Linked DNA regions of Triticum aestivum: region 2 is linked to region 1. A link is a contact called in public Hi-C data. All regions are on one chromosome and are shown on one strand. The core of a region is the stretch at or near the end of the contact, and the rest is flanking DNA. Distances in the headings are between cores, read along the strand shown. Region 1 holds the start of LOC123085571 (omega-3 fatty acid desaturase, chloroplastic). Region 2 holds the start of LOC123085573.

The links. A called contact is a pair of places that touch in the nucleus more often than the background predicts.
Region 2: a contact with region 1 is called in a Hi-C map of leaf, with 6 times the contacts expected there. The contact joins the promoter of LOC123085573 here to the promoter of LOC123085571 in region 1. A contact is called at or near these places in 1 of 5 Hi-C or Micro-C datasets (leaf) and 1 of 1 datasets of contacts at active chromatin or transcription factors (leaf).

What each region holds. Positions count from the first base shown.
Region 1 is chr4A:132,516,828-132,520,772 of IWGSC CS RefSeq v2.1, forward strand. LOC123085571 (omega-3 fatty acid desaturase, chloroplastic) reads right to left here and starts at 1,800. Exons shown (of 8, transcript XM_044507234.1): 1 at 1,215-1,800; 2 at 1,011-1,100; 3 at 854-920; 4 at 649-741; 5 at 377-562; 6 at 198-278. The coding sequence starts at 1,690.
Region 2 is chr4A:132,804,391-132,808,137 of IWGSC CS RefSeq v2.1, forward strand. LOC123085573 reads right to left here and starts at 2,078. Exons shown (of 5, transcript XM_044507238.1): 1 at 1,633-2,078; 2 at 1,312-1,497; 3 at 1,142-1,209; 4 at 988-1,050; 5 at 480-895. The coding sequence starts at 1,384. The coding sequence ends at 785. It overlaps LOC123085572 (phosphoinositide phosphatase SAC8), which reads right to left. Exons shown (of 20, transcript XM_044507235.1): 15 at 3,705-3,747; 16 at 3,553-3,625; 17 at 3,368-3,461; 18 at 2,991-3,077; 19 at 2,772-2,838; 20 at 2,216-2,693. The coding sequence ends at 2,566.

The sequences.
Region 1 (3,945 bases), core at 550-3,049:
TATGTTTGCCATTTTCTTTAACAGCATCGATTATGTTTAGTTTTCTGTTTTCCACATGTATATTCTACTTGAAACAGCAAACAGGTATTTTCTGTCATTTTAACAAATAATAATGGATCATGCCATTGTATTTCGAACATTAAGCAGTTATCCTGAAGCATTGATTCATTGCAAATCTGATTCAACCATGATATTACCTTTCCACGATACCAGGGAACCTTGTCTTCGTGACCATGATGATGCAAGTATGTGACAAAATCCAGCCACATAACAAATATCTGCACATGGGTTCACCAAAATTAATCACATGAATTGGCTTATCCAAATTCTAAGCTTGCCAAAATTGGGCGTCTGATGAAAGGCATGAAGCTCTTACCACATATGGGACTGCATAGAGCTTTAGCATTTTAAGAGGCCCCATCACAAAGGTCAGACCTGCAAGAACCCCAATCATTGCTAGCCAGGACGCAGTGGATGTTAGCACATCCTTTTTCTCATTAGGTTGGAACAAATCGCTGTTCGGGTTGAAGTGTGAGCCTTCCTTGCCAGGGCTCCTCGCAAACTGCACAGAACAAGAATTTACCATGTTAGAAAACAAGACCAACCAATTCACACGTCGTGGTAAAATCAAGCAGCTTTGTGCCTCACCAAGTATAAGGGGAATGCAAGCATGGGAAATGGCATGCTGAACCGCAACTTCTTTGTCATATTGTCCAGGCTATTGTACAGCCTCTGGGGTAGCTGCGAATTATCACAATTCAAGGAATCATCAAGCACAATTCACCAAAACGCCGCCTCTCTGAAGAATTATGCATGCATGAATCCACCGAGAAGCAAAGAGCCAAACACCTACCGGGTGCCAGGATTCGTCCTTCTCCACATGGCCGTGGTTCTGGTGGTGCGTCCTGTGGCTGATCCTCCTGCAATTACATTCACACAAGACGCCGCCTTTCTTAGCATCAATAACAATTCCACAACAAAGAAGAAAATACAGCATGCACTCATCGTACCAGCCGTTGTATGGAACGAGAATTGAGGAATGGAGTATGTGGCCAACCACGCTGTTCAGCTTTGGGTTGCTTGAGAAGCTCCCATGCCCACTGCAAACACCAAACAGTCGTTACAGGACAAGAGACAAACATAGTGCTTTCAGGCTAAAACCGGCATGGAGGTCCGATCTTTGGGTCTGGGGTACGAGGTAGGACGGCCCGTACCAGTCGTGTCCCAGGACGAAGAGCGCCCAGAACATGGTGCCCTGCGCGGCCCAGTAGAGCGGCCAGACGAGCCAGCTGTCGACCCGCGCGGCGGCGGCGGCGAGGCCGAGCACGACCAGGACGTCGCGCAGCACGTAGCTCATGGACCGCCACGGGTCCTTGACCCAGCAGTGCTTCGGGATGGCCGCGCGGATCTCCGCCAGGCCGAACGGCGGCGGCGCCCCCGGGTTGAACCCGGCCGAGGAGCTCCCGGCCTCCTCCGCTCCCCCGAGGCTCCTTTTATCCTCCTCGAAGACGGAGGCGAGGCGGGTGGGCGCGGCGACGCGGAGCGCCCAGTCGCGGTGGATGGCGGCAGCCGCGGGGCGACGCGGCCCCGCGGCGAGGTGGGGAGGCGACGGCAGCGCAATGGCGCCGCCGCGGCTGCGCGCGCGGAGCGGCGTGAGGCCGCGGCAGTCGGAGAGGGCGAGCCGGGCCATTGGGCGACGGCACCGCAGCGATGGACGGCTGCTAGCTAGTCCAGTCGTGTACCACCACGGTTGCGAGGGTCGAAGGGACTCGGGCTAGCGGTGGTCGGGATCGGCAAACGCGAGGTTTCTATATACGCGCGAGAGGGAGGGAGATCGCTGGCCCCGTGTTGCGCGTGCGAGCGAGCGCGCGCTGAGGAACGGGGAAGGGGATGGTGCGCGTCGGCATCGCGATGGACTATGGAGTTGGCCGCGGTGCGGTGGACTCGGACCGGGATGGCGGTCGGACCCGGGTCCAGCCACGGGAGCTGGCACGTGTGAACTGCCGCGGGTGGACTCTGACGCCGCTAACTTGTTTTTCGACGCTTTAAAAAAAACTTGTTTTTTCTTTGACTTGTTACTTTCTTTTTCTTTTTGCGAACCAGTGCTCTTTTTTTTTCTTGTTATATGTATGTACTTCCTCCTCCCGGTATGGGAGACTCGCTTATTTAAAATTATTATTTTTCCCACAGGAGATCCACTACACGCTTTTGGACATATGTGGCAATCCATGCCTGACCAGCCGCCGCACAACGCAGCCGGTGATGTGCTGCATTGCGGCCACCAAAATCGACAGTTCATCTCTTTCGTCCTACGTCTCGTGTCGCCCTCCCCGCGGACGGCCCGGGCGAAACCCTAGCCGCCACTCCAGCCCCCCTCCCAGATCTCCCCCTCCCCTCGCCGCCGCCGGCAAGCGCCGCCGGGCAAAGCCCGCGTGGCGTCGGCGGCGGCGGGGCCTCCCATTTTTTCCCTCTCACGAGGCCTGGGCAGCGCGGGGTCGCTCGGCCAAGGAGAGGAGCGGGGACGCGGCGGGCGCGATGCGCGCGGCGAGCAGGCGCCGACGGGCGTGGTGCGCGCGGCGAGAAGGCGCGGCGAGCGCGATGGGCGCGGCGCGGGGTGTGCTGCGCGCGGCGAGAAGGCGCGGCGAGCAGGGGCCGGACCCGATTAGGGTTTCGGCGGGCCCTGGGCTTCGCTGCTGAGCAGGGATGCACGACGGCGCGTGTGCGTGCACGGCGCGAACCAGCTGTGTGCGTCGCGGTGGCGTGCGGGGGTTTCCCTTGTGCCGATCTGCCGGGGCGGATGCCCGGCGGCCTCGCGCATGTGCCATGGCGGGCGCTCACGAGAGTGTGGAGGGGGCGCTGCTGCGTGTTCTTGGATCGCAGGGGCGAGGAGTTGCGCTGTGCTTGTGCGTCGTGGAGGTGTGGATGCTGGTGGGCTTCTCCCTTCAATCGTGTGCACGTCCAGCTCCTAGAGCAAGGGTGTCGTCCATCCTGTTGGTGCTTGGGGAGGGTCGGGCTCACCAATTCCAGCGCGGAGGTCCGGTCCTAGCGCGCGGCGGCGCGAGCCTGTTAACTTTGGCTTGGTTTTTTTGCTCTGTTCCGGCGCGCTGCGGTGCGGGCCGGTCAGTTTAGGTTCTTCTCTGGTCTTTCTTGAGCGCTGCGGTGCGAATTCTCGCCTAGATCCGCGCACGGAGTCAGAGGATGGCCGAAGCCGACTTGGTTCGCCCAGGTCCTGCGAGCGGTGGGACAGACCGGTCAGGTTGGCATGTGCTCGCTTAGTTTCTGCGTGCGGCGGCGACATTCCTGTGTCTGGTAGTGTGTGCCTGACTTCATCCGGCCCGATGGCGATGGGTAGGTCTCGGATCCTGGATGGGTGGCGGAAGACTTGGCTCCGGATGAAAATCCTGCATTGACCTCGTCGGTGCCGACGGTAACGGCATCTATGGATGTCGTCTTCTTCCTTGGAGGTACCGTCGTGGAGCTCATTGCTCTTCCTACCTTATGGCTGAGGTCTCGGGTGAAAACCTAAGATCTGGCGGAGCCAGATTGGATGATGGTGGTGTTAGCAATACCACTTCCTCCTTGGAGGCGTCATCTTGGTGACCTCGACGATGGATTCCGATGATGTGCACGGTTGTCGACTGAGCTTGGGTTTGTGTTGGTGCCGGCGGGTTTCTTTTTCTTTCTTTTCTTTTCGCACTAGCCTTTTTGCTGTGCTTTCCTCCTTTGGAGGGCTCTTGTTACTCATTTTCTGATCAATGAATTTGGCAGTTCTCCTGCCAACGTTCAAAAAAAAAAATCGACAGTTCACGTGAATCTAGGATTTAAGAGATTAGAGGCCATCATGGCCACTAAAAAATATACACGAGGCATATATTTCGAGTTACGATTTCAATCCTTTGATCATGGTGCTTCATTATATTTAGTGGTGGTACTTTCTAACACTAT
Region 2 (3,747 bases), core at 828-3,327, 290 kb after region 1:
ATGCAACAAAGTTCAAGTTGAGTCTGACAGCAGTTTCGTGGTGGAATCAGTGCAGAACTCGGATTATACGGGATTAAATATAGCCACGATTTTGGAGTGCAGAGAACTTGCTCTTGATTTGGCCAATACAGTATACTCTCATTGTCTCGTGAAGCTAATGAGGCTGCTCATATCTTAGCTAGCAACTCTTTTAGCAATAGATCTTCCTCTTTTGGGGAATCTAATATTCCGGACTTTATTTCTCATGCTATTGTAAACAACCTGCCTTTGATTTAAGGAATAAAGTCTTGATGTTTCAAAAAAAAACTGGAGAGGTGACGTGGCAAGTGGAAAAGGGAACCAGCAAGCAGCCTAACCTCATCAATGGACGGTCCAATCGGAGAAGCCTCCAACCCATGGCTGGTACACGCCACCCGTGTCCTCTCTTAGCACCATTCGATCCGCAAGCAAAATATGCCACCTCGTACCATTTATCCGTCCACGATAAGAGCTAGTTACATGTATGGTGCTGGCGGGTGAGAAGTTCATCGCACGGTCGTCAGCCATCACCATCACATGATTAATTAAAACTAAGTAGAGTAGATACATGTATCCGTCCACAATCATTCCCACTTGTTGCTAAAAGGCAACGTCTTGCTCTCGTTTCATTTAGCATGCGCAGACCAGTGCAGCAGCCAGGCACGCTAAACACATTGGTATTACTCCCTCCGTCCCATAATATAAGAAGCGTTTTTTACACTACATCACATCACATCGCTTGATGACCGGACGATTGGTTTATGAATCACGATGGCCACCACCATCTCTTGGTCTCCAGGGATTTCCTGACCTGCTGGCCGAGGGTGGCAAAGTTTTCCGCCTCGCTCTCAAACTCTGCAGATTCTTCGACCATTTTCTGGCATCCAAGAAACAGGATGTCAGTGTCGTCAAGATTTACCGTACTCTCTTGGCGTCGATTGAACAATAGAAGGAACCAAATCGTTTTACCGCGAGTTTCTCCTGCCGCTCCATGAGCTTATCCTTCGCGTGCGCCGCTGCCGCGGCAGCATCCTGGAGCGCAATTTACAGCTACTAGCTAAATCAGCAAGAGACAAGCAATATAGGAGTAAATGCAAAATTCAAAGGTGGAGAAATATAATACCCCGTTGAATTTATATTTTGTGAGGATCTCTTGGGTGCTTCTCATTCTGGGTTGCTCGACCTCCGGCTCTGGTAGCAGATAGTAGTTCACATTGTTGTCAGAAAAAAAAGGGGGGGTATTTGTGTGTTCGTATCCTTGGAATTGGATGCAGGAGACCCCCTTAACCTTACCTGCTTTGTTATTCCAATTAAAAATGGACCAAGGGGACGACGGCTCGTTCTTCGGATCATCAGTGCTTGCCATCGGCTTCTCGCTTAGGTTTCGTGTGGTGAAACTTTATTTCAATTGCACTTTTTTCCTTTGAATCCTTCTTGATGTGATCGATGCTACCAAGAACTAACAGCTATTAGATCATCCTGCGTTGGAAACTTCATGTTAAGCCAGTACAACAGACAACAGAGAGGAGATCAAATAAATTTCAACATGCCACGCCGCCTTATCTGGTAGCCGGAATCCAGCGGAACAGGCGGAGACATTTAGAGCCAATTCACCTGCGACAGAGGATGCTTGACGGACGGACGGAGCCTTTGTTCTACGCTACGAAATCCAAGGTGAATTCGAGACCCCAACGTGGATAGCAGCCAGCAAAGAGAGCAAAACAGAGACGGTCTTTTTCTTTCTGGCCACCAACGTTTGGTTGGCCACCTTGAACTGTGGCGTGCCACCAATATCTTGGGAGCGCTTATTTTTGGGCAGCATACGCCTGTCATTTTTTTTCTTCCTTTTTCGAACCATATATGTTCTGGCTATAGGCATCTGGGAGTTCGGGACGATCTAGCTGAAACTACCCACGGAAGCCACAGAAGAAATTGCCTTGACAACATAGGAATAGATAGAACACATGTGCTAATTGGAAAAGAAAAAAGAAAAACATGTGCAGGCAAAACGGCCTCAAGAGAATCGATCTTGATCCAAGGAAACAACATGTGCACGGGGCCTTCTGAAAGACCACGACCCAGGCGGAGGTGTTCAGGACCCACGCATGCAGTTGCCACCAACGAGCCGGACAACTTACCGCTGTCTGTCCTGGGTTAAGCTGGCATTATACAAGAGCCAACTTCTCACTCTGGAGTATGCCTGTCGAATTCAGTAATTTTAAATTCTGTGCAAACAATTTCACAAGTTTAAGATACAGAAACTGTGCAGCAGAATCCAATCCAGTGTTACAATTTAACCTTAGTTTACAGTACTACAAGACGGTGTGCCTCCGACTGCACAATCCACTATATTTACCAGGAAACCAGACAATCTAACCAGGTGTTTACAAAATTTACTTCAGATTTACCGGACCAGCAAGCTGACCTCTCCCTTGGTTAATCTATCTACGCTGACAGTGGACAGGTAGCTTGCTGTCAACACTTCATATCCATTCAGATTCCAACAACAAAGCTCTGAGAACCGGACAAGAGAAAAGGGGCCGCCAACTAGATCAGACCGCATAATCGGGGTCTAGAGCAGAGCTGCTTCCCATTCGCTTTCACCAAGGCTACCACTCCGGCTGTCAAGCCAGCGAAGATGATGGATGAGATGAGGTGTTGTGCGCTCCGTCCAACTGCAGATGGGAAGACGAGATCAGTAATACACGGTGCTAAACGGGAACCTACTGAGCGAAGATGAGTACAAGGCAGACCTTGACTAAGAGTGAAAGTTGTGACAGTGATCCCACCAACTATGATTGCCGACGCCACAGGAAGATACTTTTTCCCAGCAAATGCAAAACTTATGTCAGATTCGATTGCATGGTTAATGCTGACTATAGTGGTTGGTTGAAGAATAGGAAGAGTTGCGAAAGCCATCTATAAATGAGAGGAACCACACTAAGGCAGAGAAGATGGACAAGGCTGCTTACTGGTGCAGATTCAAATCCAATGATTTGAAAAGGAGAAGAACTGCTTTTGCTGACCGTGTAGTAACCACTGATAAGATCTAGAGCATCCTAGAGTTGAAATTTTGGTTTCAGAAGAACCATACAATTAGCACAACTTTGTAAAATATAAACTCCAGTACTAAGAACAGGTGTTACAAGTGATAATCTAGCATGAAGCGTGGGGGCAAGTTATAATCTAGCAACGAACAAACTGTATCAAAAGCTAACTGAAAGAAACATACCTAAAAACAATTATTTTCTGATAAAAGTAGGACATCTATTAATGATAGCAAATATTAGGTGGGAATGCAAGATAGTTCGTGTGGAACATCACAAACGACCATACGTTGACAACTTACTTGTCGCACTCCATCATGAAAATTGTTCAAATAATACCGGGAAAGAGCGCTCATGCCATCTTTAATCAATCCAGGCAATGTCTGCCTTCCATACCTGTGTTATTTGAGTTGTCAAGAACTGGACGATATGCACATAACAAGGTTGATTCAGGAAGATTGATGTAGCAAGATATGCTAGAAATTACCTTACAAGGTCTCCCTTTAAGGCATAAGAACCAGCATATTCAAGGCTTAGCTCATCACCATGCTCAACCCACACTGCCAAGCATGTATTAAGCATGAATACGATACATGTAAAACTGTCTAAAGCACCATACTAAACATCACCATACCTTACATTTTTTAAATTTATCGTTAATGCTATCAGATTGAGAGATACT